Linked DNA regions of Mus musculus: all the other regions are linked to region 1. The links are chromatin contacts, called in public promoter capture Hi-C maps. All regions are on one chromosome and are shown on one strand. The core of a region is the stretch at or near the end of the contact, and the rest is flanking DNA. Distances in the headings are between cores, read along the strand shown.

Region 1 (4,415 bases), core at 1,118-3,617:
TAATGGAGTGAAGCAACAGGGACATTTGATCAATTTCAGTATTTATTTTGCTGGTAAAGGTATCCAGTGCCAGGAACTGGAGTAGTACCGCTATGCTCTCTCGGTGTCAACATCACGCTTAGCTGTGTTTTATGAGACGTGATATCCTGTGGAATGCATCTCATTGCTGCTTGGCTTTGCACTGCTAACTTTAGAATCCCTGGTTAAATTATACATCAGATACTGGGTTCCTACATCTCATGTCTGTCCTTTTTAACTACTGAACAGTCTTCTACTCAGTAAACCAAGAGCTTATTTGGCTTACACTTCTACATTATAGAAGTGTAATAAGTGACTCTGTAGGCAGTCAGGACAGGAACTCAGGCAGGGAAGGAACCGGGAGGCAGGAGCTGATGCAGAGACCACATTTGGTGGTGGTGATGGGGTTTCTGCTACTGGCTTGCTCCTCATGGTTAGCTCAGTTTGCTTTCTTATAGAACCCAGGACCACCAGACCAGGAATGACACTACTCACATGGGCTAGACCCTCCCCCATCAATCACTATTAAGAAAATCCCCCGGGCTGGAAAGATGCCTTAGTGGTTCCAGAGGTCCCGAGTTCAAATCCCAGCAACCACATGGTGGCCCACAACCTTCTATAATGGGATTTGATGCCTCTTCTGGTGTGTCTGAAGACAGCCACAGTGTACTCATAAACATAAAATAAATAACATCTTAAAAAAGGAAAAAGAAAATTCCTTATAGGCTTGCCTATGGCCAATATGAGGGAGGCATTTTCTAACTGAGGGTGGCTCCTTTCACGTGACTTTAGCATGTGTCAAGCTGGCATCAAGCTATCCAGCACACCAAGGCAAGTGAGCAACGGAGACGTTAATGAAAGGCACAAACCATGTACACGTGAAAGCAGACTTCTCACGCACACATCAGCCAACCGGAAGATCTATTTACAAATTAAATGCACATGCATGTTTTATGACACACCCTATAAAATAATCAGCTTTGAAAACCTAATATAAATATGCTTATTACCTGACCTCAAGCTACTGGATTTGTACCCCACGTCAAAGGACAAAACTGTCCTCAAAATCTCATAATTAAGAGACAATATTTGGAATTGATATGAAGAGAACAGCACTGATCAGAAAAGAAAAGAAAGACCAACCACCCCTGAAGGAAGGAGGCGACGATGGTAGGTATGCAGGTAAGGGTTTGATACTGTCTGGTAGGTATGCAGGTAAGGGTTTGATGCTGTCGTATTCATACACCATTTAGTCATTCCATTTTAACAATCCCAGTAGGCTTTCTCCATACTCTGAAGAGTTCTGAAATAGGAATTTAAAATTGGCAATGGCATAGGTCCGTGCTGTTGTACCACACGAAGCGACTGCCATTTCACACTTTCACTGATTCCTATGTTGAGGGTTTAGCGTACACAGTGCCCCTGCCTCCCAGTGAAATAAGAAGCATACAAAGTATTATTTTCAATATCCACTTATAAGAAAAGTTTGCAAATAGCTAAATCGTGAACATACGGGACAAATCCACAGAATTGTGGATTCCCTCACTGTCAAAAAAAAAATACTGTGTGGTGAGATGGTTGGATAGGTTGACTCCTCCTAATCTGAAAAACTCTGAAATATTGAAAACACTCTAAATAATCTTGAGCATTCTCATGACTCCATAACTCTCATGGTTCAATGCACAGACATTTGGTTCCTGTATAAAACTATTAAAATACTGTATAAAATCACCCCCAGTTGCATATGTAAGGTACATAGAAGAGTAAATAAATTTAGAGTTAGGCTGGGATTCCACCTCTGAGAAACATCATCATGTATATACTAATGTTCCAAAATAAAAAAAAAAAAATACCCAATCCAAAGCATTAAAAAAAAAAAAAATTGCTTTGATTAATGTGTATGCTACATGTGTGCAGGTGCCTAGAGAGGCCACAAGAGGGCGACAGATCCCCTGCAGCTGCAGTTAACAAGCCGTTGTGACTGGCTTAATGTCAGTTGTCTTAAAGGCAGCAAGCATCCTTAAAGGCAGGGCTGACCTCTCTCTCTCTCTCCACCCTTATGGCCTCCCCCCCACCCCCACTAGAAACCTTTCTGATCCTAGGCTTAGGATAAGGGAGGGCAAACGTGTTTAATAACTGTAAGCTTACCAAAGAGATACATAATTACTAAACTAGTACAGCATATAGCTAAGTGGGAATTCAACCTAGACAGACAGTAGAGCATCAGCAATTCCTAGCAGGGGGTATACAATAAACAAATTGGGAAAGGGGGCATGGGATACAGAGTCGGGTGGCAAGCTAAGGTAGGACTTTGGAAGGCCACCCACTCCCAAGGGCCTCCTTCAGCAGGACTGATGGGAAGCTGGGTAAACACATTTGTAGAGGCGATGTGGCATAAAGTCCAAGGTCGAGAAAGGCTCTGTTTATTAGACCTGTAAATCTGCCCTGCCATACATGTGATGCCTTTATGATAAGGCATATTAACTGTGTAAATACAGCTTTAAAAAATCTTATCTAGGTTTATGTGTGAGCTTTAATGTTTAAAAGAATTTAAATGTATTAAAGATAGATGCTAAACCTCCATCAGAGAAAACCTGATCCTACAGAAAACTGAAATTACAAACAAGCACATGTTCATACCGAGCTCTATGGTGCAGGAGACTCTACAGTTTAAGCTTAGATCTTAAGGAAATGAAACAAAGAACCTACTGAGGTTTCAATAGCCCCAAAACTTTGTCAAACCTGACCAAGGAAAACTCATTAGTCACCAGAAAGCCATTACAGAAGCAGGCATTGTTAAATAGCTAGAAAATGCAACCGATTCAAGCAAAGCTTACTTGCGTGTCAGGTACTTTGTTGGTGTCTGTTTTAACCACTCACAACTACCCTAGGAAATATTGTAAGCTCAATTTAAAAAAAGAAAAAAGAAAAGAGAAAAAAGAAAAGAGGCAAAGCGAGTTGCCCAAGGTCAGAAAGGAAACAGCAAATCTTAAACCTGATGGAGGTTTAGCATCTATCTTTAATAGATTAAATTCTTTTAAACACTAAAGCACACACATAAACTTAGATATATTTTTAAAGCTGTATTTACCCAGTTAATAAACCTTATCATGAAGGCGTCACATGCATGGACGGGCAGATTTATGCCAGGACTCTGACCTCAGGAGGTTTCCTTTCTTACGGCACACGACTGACTCCAGGGTAGGACATTCTAATAGGTGAGCGATACAGCCAATGAAAAGACCAAGCAACAAATATCAGGCTTGCTTTTCTTTGTTTGTTTGTTTTTCCCACCATAGAGACATAAGCGCATAGGAAAGTTCTCTAAATAGCAAATATCAATATTGAGGCTAGGCATGGAACTGAAGGGCAGAATTCTTGCTCAGCACGAGGGAGACCCAAGGTTCAATCCCCAGCACTAGAAAACAACACACACACACACACACACACACACACACACACACACACACCACACGCGCACACACACAGTCGTTTTGGGAGAGCAAAAGGAAATTGCTAACAGCTTGCCTAGCATCTATATTCACCACATTAATTGAATTTAGTTTAATTAATAAGTCACTGTGTTAAATTTATAATACAGGTATATTATTATTCTATGTTAACAGGATCCGGATGGATGGAAGATTTCCTGACTTGAAGCTTAAAGAGCAGGACATCCTAACTTTGAGCTTCACGTCCCCATGAAACTCCTGAAGAATAACACAGAGCTCACAGCTGCAATGGCACTTTGTGAGGAACGTGACTCCACTTCAGAAGCAACCACAATTATTTTGTTATTTTAAGGCTGGGCTATGTGTGGCTTGTCTCTAGTGCATGAAGCCATGGGATGGGTCCCCAGCATGTCACAAACTGGGTTTGGTGACACACGACTATAATCCCAGGGCTTGGGAGGTGGACTCAGGGGAGCTGGGCCCTCAAGGGTTATCCTCAGCTGCACGGCAAGTTCAAAGCCAGCCTGCGTTGCTTGAGACACTACCCCAAAGCATACGTTTGTATTATGATTGTATCAACGAGTTCCTGAAAACTCTAAAGGTAGCCAAGCCACAGCTTATTGAAAACTGTCATGTGTTTTAGGATGCTTTGCCAACAAGCATAGCTTGTCAAACACCCTGCCAGATCTCAAGTTGTCTTAGTTATTTTGTGTTTTGAAACAGGGTCTCTCCATATATCCCACACTTGCCTGGAACTCCATATGTAGCCCAGGCTAAGTTTGAACCAGTGGTCCTCTTGGCTTAGACTCCTGTGTGCTGGAACTACAGGCTGCCACCACTTCCAGCTTAGATCCTAAGTTTTGGACACCCATGAGGTCCTACATATTTTCAATAGAACATTATTCCAATTAGGAAAGTTGGCTCTTGTGACACTTTATTTTGTAA
Region 2 (4,293 bases), core at 22-2,521, 100 kb before region 1:
TGAGACAGTAGTGAAGGGCTGCTGCATGGGACCAGAATTCCCACCAGGAGTGACAGGCGAGCTAGAACCCCATGTCAGAGAAGACCTGCGTATCTCCAGCATGGAGCAAGCTGACCTCAGCAAGACGGTATGAAGGTGTATGGGTCTCCCCTGTCTCTCTCATCATGTCAGTGACCTCGTGTTCCTCCCAGTCTGATGTCCCTGTCAGCACTGTCATTGGCCCTGACACAGGCACATAAAAAAAACAAAACAAAACAAAACAAAAAACAAAGTAGAGGAGCCTTCCAAGATAAGAGCTGCCCTTTCTTCCTCTCCTGAAGAGGACAATTGTGACAACCGATATACAAAGGGGGCTTTTTTTTTTGTATCGACCTTCCAGGTTCCGGTTACGTGTCACGCAACATCAGGACCAGATGCCCACTGACCTCCACAAGCTTCATCATAGGCACGGGGTTGAAAAAGTGGAGGCCAGCAAATCGGTCTTGTCTGGTGGTGGCATTGGCTATGTTTGTGATCTGCAAAGAAGACGTGTTGCTGGCAAAGATGGTGTGTCTGTGGAGAGAAGAAACACGGGAGCCCATTGTCAGCATCACGGCACCGTATCATCCCGGTGCCCGAGGCAGACCTACCACCACTCCCCACCCCACCGCATGTCCCGCTGAGGAAGTCAGTCAGAAGGTGCAGCAACAGGAGAGGCTGAAACCAAGCGACTGCGTTTTCTATTTAAATCCCCACATCTACCAGACGTGGCACAGTGAAGTGATCAGACACTTGAAACTGTAAACAATCCTCAGAGAAACACAGCTGCGCCCCCAGGAGCATAGAACAGTTCCCCCTCTAGTGCAGAGCTTTAACCTGGTCATTAGACAAGAATGGAAATGAAGACACAGGCTTTGAACATGGCCGAAAGGGAAGTTTAGTCTCAGACAACCTGGGACAGAAGAGTACACACACACACACACACACACACACACACACAAAACACATGTTCACAGACCTCCGTTTTACAGGCTATCCTGAAAACACACTTGTCTTATTTTATGCATATAGAACCTTAACTTATCAACTTGCAAATCACATACTGTCAGAGACCAAATCCAATTCTCTTCTCAAAACTTCATCTGCTAAGACCAGAAATAAAGTGAGGCTGCCAAAGGCACCAAGGCAAATCCCGTTCCTACAGCGCCACCTTGTGGATAACTTACAAACCAGTAGGATGCCCTTTAGCACAGTTGGATCTGGTCCTACTACCCAAGGACAGTGGCCCCTACTGACCATATTCTCTCTAGGGTTGCTGACCAAAGTCAGGGGCTGGCAGGAAGAAACCAGCTGGGGCAAAAAGAAATCAGTAATTTGGAAAAGAGAGACGCCTGTGAGTATCCAAATACACATATACACCTAGTACCTGGGTGGCTGAGGCAGGATTGTGGGTTGGAGGTTGTCACCTTGGACTACAGAAGAAGACCGTCTTTGGTGTGTGTGTGTAGACTAAGTGGGTAGGTAGGTAAGGGACGAAGGTATCCGAGGCTTAAGGTCAGGCACTAACAGATCCAACCTCTGGGGCGGGCTTTTTAAAAATCCAAGGTACCAACTGGGAAGGTCTTTGAAATCTTCTACCTCAAGACCCTTCAGTCACAGGCTGGAAACTTTGGGCCATCCCCAGGTAAGGTAGAGCTGGCCTAGCCTCCCGACTGCCCCTCCCCCATCCTCTCCTTACCCTCCACTGACACCAGGGGGCGTTGGATGCTCACTGCCACTAGGTGACCTCGCATCAAGGTCAGACTGCTTCAGGAGAACAGTGAAGTCACGTTGTTGTTACTGGCCTTGGTTTGATGGCCTTCCCAGGCTCTGTGCTGACTTGAGAGACAAACCCCAGTACCAGGTGTCCTCTTTGTCCTGTTTCTGAAGCGCTAAATGCACATGACCAGCAGAGTGCTGTACAGGGGACAAGAAGGTCACCAGGACACACACCTGAGGGTTTACAGCCCCATAAGCTGATGTGCAAGTGTTTCCTTCAGCCACGGGTCACCGGTGCTTCCCTAAAAATGACTTTTGCTTGTAACTTTACTCCATTCCAGTCTAACCAAGAAGGGAAGTGTGGCCAAGTCGGCCATGGGCCATAGACACATCACGTGGGCATAAGCACGCGGCAGTGAACCAGCCAGTCATCATAACTGCCAAAAGCTAAGAGTCAAACACTAAGAGGCGGTCCTAGAGTGTGACCCTACAGTGTTACCTATGTACCATTTTACAAGCCTGGCAACTCCTCCATGACCCTGCTATGGCTGCCTTTCCTGCTGTCCTTCCCAGGAAGCCTGGTGTTCACTGAATGCCCTCAAGCGGGTTCCAATTAAACCCAAATAAAATTGAAAACAGAAAAGTGTTCAAAATGGCACAAAGGCGCTTTGCCTTCTGTCTGGTCCGCTCTGAACTCCCCAGCAGGCATTTATTTAAGACTTTCCCCCGGGGCTGGTGAGATGGCTCAGCGGTTAAGAGCACCGACTGCTCTTCCAAAGGTCCTGAGTTCAAAATCCCAGCAACCACATGGTGGCTCACAACCATCCGTAACGAGATCTGATGCTCTCTCCTGGAGTGTCTGAGGACAGCTACAGTGTACTTACATATAATAAATAAATAAATCTGTTTTTAAAAAAAAAAGACTTTCCCCGTGTCCCACAATGACTGCAGGAAACACACAGGTGTGACACTGGACATGGGCAGTTATACCCCTCATGTGCACAAGGAACACAGGATGAAACCCAGTAGTTCTGCAAAGAGGTGACGGAGGCTGGGGGGTCCAGGGAGCCATGGAGCTGTGGTGAGCCGGCCCAGAGCAAGAGTGGGGTTGAGGCGAGTCCAAGCCTGGAAATCTCCTCCTCTCTGTCCTGCCTGTGTCTGTCCCCGTGCACATAGCCCTGTGCCCTCACAGTTTGCCCCCTGGTGGAGGTCACACAGCCCAGTAGCCAGGTTGAACTGCCTCTTGCCTTATAAGGTCACGTCCAATGGCACCTGGAATTCCTCCTTATTTAAAAGAGACATCTCTAGAGTTCTGGCCCAGGCCCACCCCAAAAGCGGCTACCCACTGTCCAAAGGTTTAAGTAGCCTTTGTTCCCCACATTAAATGAGCTGTCTCACGAAAGCTGCCTCCAGAGAGTCTGTTCTCATTGTGCCTACCGCAGCCTGAGGTCCCTTTTGCTCCTGCCCCTCTCAGGATCCAGAATGGCAGAGGTTTGAATGCAAACAGCCCCTATACACTCAAAGAGAGTGGATTATTGGAGGTGTGGCCTTAGAGGAAAAGGTGTGTCAAAGCTCACTGGGAGGAGGGGGCTCTGAGGTTTCAAATGGTCAAGCCACGCCTCGTGGCTCCCTCTTCCTGCTGTCTGAAGATCCTGATATAAAACTTTCAGGAACCTGTGCAGCACCACATGATTGCAGGCCACCAGGCTTCCCGCCATGATGATAATGGACCAACCCTCTGAACTGCAAGCCAGCCCCAAGTAAATATTTCCTCTACAAGAGTTATCACTGCCATGGTGTCTCTTCACAACAGTAGAAGCCCTAACTAAGACAGAGAAGTGTTAGGTAGCAGAGAGGCAGGCCTACTGTCGGGAAGGGAGGCTCAAGAGTCAGAGAAGGAGCTTTCAGAAGCCAACCAAAAAAAAAAAAAATTCAGCTATGTACTCTGCAGCGAACTTGTCCAGCCTCTGGAACAGCTCGTTCTTCAGCTTCAGGTTCTCCACAATGGCCTCCACCACCAGGTCTGTGCTGTGCACCACGGATGCCGCATCGGTGCTGGTTGAAAGGCAGCTCAGGGTCTTCTCCACAAACTCATCTCCAGCCTGGGCAGACAAGAAGGAGAAGAGAGTGTTCACTGAGCCCTGCAGGCAAGGGGACAGGCCCTGCTGAGTCAGGGGGGAGGCCCGAGAGACCAACACACCCAGAGCCAACAGAAGTCACTGGGAACTGAGACGGGAAAGCTCCCAGCCTCCCCGTGGAGAGACAAGAGCATCGTGTGCTTCTAGACACCAGGCCAAGGTTAGCTCGTGGACAAACGCAGCAGTGATGGACATTTGTTTACTGGGGGGAGGGGCTGGAGTGAGTTAATGAATACAGTTTCTGGTCAAAATCATGAAACAGCATTAGAATATTACACGCACAAATATAACCGGTGTCACCGAATTTAAAAGTGCTAAAAGCGGAGGTAAGAGAGTGTAATGGAGCAAGCAGGATCAAAATTCACTGTGTCTGTGTAGAAAAACATTGTAACAGAAGGTAGAACTCATTATATACGCA
Region 3 (4,359 bases), core at 306-2,805, 120 kb after region 1:
TTGTGGTAAATACAAGGGGATAATTGAACATTCCTGTACCATGTGATATTGTGACTGGTAAGAGGTTCCTGATATCCTCGTGGTTAGAGAACAACGTTAGGTGTCTCCCTATACCCCGTTTCTTTTCCTTGGTTTAGATTTTGTTATTTTCCTTTATATGCATGAGTGTTTTGCCTGCAGGCATGTATGTATGTTCACCACATGCGTGCCTGCAGTGGTCAGCAGATTCCCTTAGGATCACGGATGCTTGAGAGTCGTGCCTGAGGTGGGTGCTGGGAACTGAGCCTAAGTCCTCTGTAAGACAAGCAAGTGCTCGCAACCACTGAGCCATCTCGTCAGTCCCCTCTCCTGTCTCTTGAAAGCTTCATGTGTAAATATCAAGATGACTACAGAGAACACCAATTTATAAATTATTTACACATTCCTCTTAGTCAGGAACCAAGTTTTCTTAAACAAGGGCTGCTACCATAACTAAAAAGAAAAAGAGACAACACACCTGCAGACGAAGAAAAGGAAGAAAAGGGAAAGAATGAGAAAGGCGGGAAGAAAGCTTCCAAGACAGACTTCCAAACATGGCAGCCACAGCACGTCTCTACAGAAGCACCCAGTCATCACCATACACTGAGGACTGAAACAGTAAGCCTCAGTTTCCTTGTCTTCACTACATGTTAGAGAACCCATGCTGCTGAAGAAATAAAAATTCTCAGTCCAGCTTATTAAAAGTTTTCTTTTCAGCAAGATGCCACTTGTGGTCCTACCACCAAGCATTGAGGTGGCCCACCGCTCTGATTAAATATAGCTTAATTACATAGTTGAGAGATTTAAAGTACGGATTCTCACTATGACTGCTACTCTTCCTTAAATAAAAAATAAAGCCTGTGTTTGAAACCAGATGTGAAGCCAAGCACAGTGACATACCAGTCACCCTAGCACTTGGAAGGGAGAGAGGATGTCGGACCGGGAGTTCAAAGGCTATATCGGAAACCCAAGGCCAGCCTGGGCTACATAATACAGCTTTTTAAAACCAAAACAGAGAAAGAGAAATGAAGCTCAAAGTAAAAATGAGTCAAGAAAGAATTACTAAATATGAAGAGAGAAACAAATTTACCCGTGGGTCCCTTCTGCCCAGGTAGAGGAGATCTTTGGCAGGGACAGAGTAATATCAGCAAATATGGATTCTAAGCCAGAGGGAATCCAGTGGTATGTTTAACCCACCAGGTTAACAAGTATGAGATGGTTGCTCTAAGTATCTCAGCAGGATAAACAAACACTGCACTAACCATCCAAGAACGAGGACTCTCGACTCCTTATACATGATAGAGCTCTGTCTTGAAGGTAATTAAATTACAGTAAAAACACATGTTTAAATAAAATAAATGTTAAGATGGTAGGGTTAGAACAGGGAGGTTGGGAACACAGAGGAAGGTAAATTAAAGGGCTAGCAGCTGGGTATGAGGTAGTAGAGCTGACCATCAAGAGGAAAGGCTGTGACTGTGATTCAAGCTGCCTTGACCCCTGACAGCAGGACTCTGGCTTCCTCCTGCTGGCATTGCTTGGCAAGGCTTTCCAGTGGCTTGTGACACTTGTGCACTTAGGCCCAGAGGGCCTGGATGCATTAGCGCTCACCTCATACATATCCATAAAATGCCAAAATCCTTACACAGAACCCATGGGCTGCTGTCTGTCTTGGGGTAGTGCATGACAACCCCTCTTTAGAAGGCTGTTTAGCTATTCTAACTTAACCATATCTTAGCTAAATAAACTTCTATTAAACTGGCTCTTGACTGAATTCTGCCCTTCAAGGATTTAAGAGCTATGGGTCTCCCTCCCCGCATGCAGGACCGTATCTGCTACATTCCCTTGGTTAGCAATCCACTTCCTGTAGTTACCCACAGCCCATTACAGTCCCAGCCCTGTTGTTTATCCTTGTAAGGTTTCTGAGATGTTTCTTGCTGGGCCTTCTCACTAGTTAGAGCAATTTGCTTCTTCTGGGGTTAACATGGCTTCAGCAACATCCATCTCAGACATCTATGCCCTGCAAGGCTCCAACATTCCTTCAAAGGAATCCCCAAAAACGAACCATGGTGGCAGATTTATAGAGATGTATTTCACACGGGAAACTTTCACATCCTTAAGTTCCGGAGGGAGGGCGTGTGTCAGCGCAATGGAAGTAAAGAAATGGAGCTCTCGGGACCTCAGCGCTATTTGCTGTCCAAACGGAAATTAAAAACTAAGACAGCAGGAATAACCGGAGAAAAGGGAAGAGGAAAACCAGAAGTGAGTTGTGGGCAGGAGGAGATTTTGCAACTGGATTTTGAGTAAGGTAAAGGAAGATGGCACAAGACACTCAGAAGCCTGGTGTTATGAACATGAGTGCGGGTGGGCAGGCTCATCTGGAGATGATGGAGGGGACTGGGGAGGGACTGGGGGAGGGCCTGCTGGGGGAGTTGGGTCCACACAAGTTCCAATGGACTGTCAGGTGGTCACTGGACACAACTGGGCTGTCAGGGCAACTCAGACACGCTTGGCCTTGAATCATACATAGCCAGGGTCTACCTCTCCCCTTAGATAGCAGGGTCAGCGAAAGAGGGGAAGGTTGAGACTGTTATCTAACCTGAGGGTTACAAGTTGTCTTCTGCCCTCAGTAACCCAATTCAAATCGTTAAATTAAAACCAGAAAGCTGAGAGGGGCTGAGTGATGGTTCAGTGGTTAGGGAGCTTATGGCTCTTGTGGAGGAACCGGGCTATTCTCAGCACTCACACGGGGCAGCTCACAGCCACTCCAGCACCAGGAGATCCACACCACCTTCTGGCCCACGGGGGAACCAGGATGCACGTGATGCAGATAAACGTACGCACGCGCAAGCACACACACGCATACACACACAAATAAATGAGTTGTTAAAAACTGTCTAAAATATAGTAGAAAGAAAAAAGATTTCTTCAATAAGGTTACAATGGGGAGAGGGACAAAGAGAACTAGTTGAATTCCTCAGATCTGTCTCTTAGGTCCAGTCGGGGTGGTCCCATCCACCCTTAACCCCTCGCTGTCTGAACTTGAGTTTCATTCTATGAGGTGATCTGGTGAGTTGTCAGAGCTGGGTGAAATGACTTTCCAGGAGATAAAGTCTCCTCCAGTTGGAGCCCTTTCCTTCCCCCAACATTGAGATTCATAGGGAAATCTCATGTCTTTGGGTTCATTGTTGCAGTAGTCTGATAGTCAAATTGAGACACATGGTCTCTTTACTTCACTTCTGGCAGGGACATTAAATGACTTTGATGATTAGCAAACAGACGAGTCATCGTGGACATTATCTTGTGAGAAACGGTTAATCAAGGGTGGTTAGTCCAAAGATCAATATTCAATAAGTCTCTATCTATCTATCTATCTATCTATCTATCTATCTATCCATCTATCCATCCATCTATCCACCCATCTATCTATCCATCCATCTATCTACCTTCATATCTTTAATGCTGCCTACCTGGTAAAACTTCTGTTTGCATAAAGGCCTCTGCTGCATTCCCAGGAACTTGATGACCCAAGCTGCCCACCCTTTCCCCCTTTCCTTCATTTCCTTTACACAGATTATGAACTAGCCCACAGCATCAGATGAGACACGGTCACCACCTACATTAGCACAAGATTACGGGGATGGCCCTCCCCCAGGGCCCATGTGCATGCTAACCCAGACAGGGTCGTGCTGTATCCTTTTGACAAAATGAAATTTGCCTTGCTGGGTTAATTTTGCTTTGTTCGGGTGTTACTTTGTGTGATGCCAAGAATATCATTTTCCAGCAATCTTGATCTGATAATAAAGGCACCTTCAGGAGAAGTATGTGACTTCGCCCATGTGCCATGCCCTGAGGCTTCTTCTCGCCCCTCTACAGCATCTAACAGGTAGGAGGATCCTTATACATCTTTGCTTAACCTTTCCTGAGAGTGAATGATTGGTTCCAAGGGAGCCAAGAAATGCATGCACGTGTTGTCTTTCCAGCAAAAGCAGACCACTCGTTCATACATCCCCTCCCCATTTTCCCTTCTGTGGTGCTAACGACTGAACCAAAGGGTTCACCCACACAAACGCTCTGCCCCTGGCCTCCTAGTCTATACTTTACGTTGGTGGCATGTAATGATACATGGTGAGCCGCCTTCTAATGGTGAATACCAAGAGACAGGAGCAAAGGGGCTTCCTGAGGGACACGGCATGGGTCCATCAGAAGATACGCCCTGTGACCTTCAGAAAGTCACTTGAATCTGAAGACCTTCAGGGAACTCAACCTCACTACATGCTTCACTCTCGTTTTCCCGGTACCTAGTACTCTGCCTGCCGTCTAAGAGACGCTCATCAAGGCTGC

The links. Promoter capture Hi-C pulls out the DNA fragments that hold promoters and counts their contacts. Capture Hi-C pulls out chosen DNA fragments and counts their contacts.
Region 2: a promoter capture Hi-C map of liver shows a contact between it and region 1, with 2.3 times the contacts expected there. The contact joins two enhancer-like sites. A contact is called at or near these places in 1 of 39 promoter capture datasets (liver), 1 of 115 datasets of contacts at active chromatin or transcription factors (memory CD8 T cells) and 1 of 9 other capture datasets (adipose tissue).
Region 3: a contact with region 1 is called in a promoter capture Hi-C map of liver. The contact joins two enhancer-like sites. A contact is called at or near these places in 5 of 39 promoter capture datasets (the C10 cell line, the HPC-7 cell line, cranial neural crest and 2 more), 1 of 15 datasets of contacts at CTCF or cohesin (the NIH/3T3 cell line), 3 of 484 Hi-C or Micro-C datasets (bone marrow-derived macrophages, embryonic fibroblasts and embryonic stem cells), 14 of 115 datasets of contacts at active chromatin or transcription factors (bone marrow-derived macrophages, double positive thymocytes, embryonic fibroblasts and 8 more) and 3 of 9 other capture datasets (adipose tissue, liver and pancreatic islet).

Annotation. Positions count from the first base shown.
Region 1 is chr3:131,346,039-131,350,453 of GRCm38.p6, forward strand. All of the region lies in intron 1 of Sgms2 (sphingomyelin synthase 2), which reads right to left. Among named protein-coding and RNA genes, the nearest start is that of Cyp2u1, 45 kb to the left of the region's middle. Within about 2 kb of position 2,368, at least 28 of the 459 cell types and tissues checked have an H3K27ac peak or open chromatin away from gene starts, as enhancers often do. A contact at or near this core is called in lineage negative bone marrow cells and liver, where this site is marked.
Region 2 is chr3:131,244,735-131,249,027 of GRCm38.p6, forward strand. Hadh (hydroxyacyl-Coenzyme A dehydrogenase) reads right to left here. Exons shown (of 8, transcript NM_008212.4): 3 at 3,682-3,839; 4 at 426-552. Among named protein-coding and RNA genes, the nearest start is that of Hadh, 25 kb to the right of the region's middle. Within about 2 kb of position 1,272, at least 48 of the 459 cell types and tissues checked have an H3K27ac peak or open chromatin away from gene starts, as enhancers often do. A contact at or near this core is called in liver, where this site is marked.
Region 3 is chr3:131,464,191-131,468,549 of GRCm38.p6, forward strand. All of the region lies in intron 1 of Sgms2 (sphingomyelin synthase 2), which reads right to left. Among named protein-coding and RNA genes, the nearest start is that of Sgms2, 24 kb to the right of the region's middle. Within about 2 kb of position 1,556, at least 39 of the 459 cell types and tissues checked have an H3K27ac peak or open chromatin away from gene starts, as enhancers often do. A contact at or near this core is called in lineage negative bone marrow cells and liver, where this site is marked.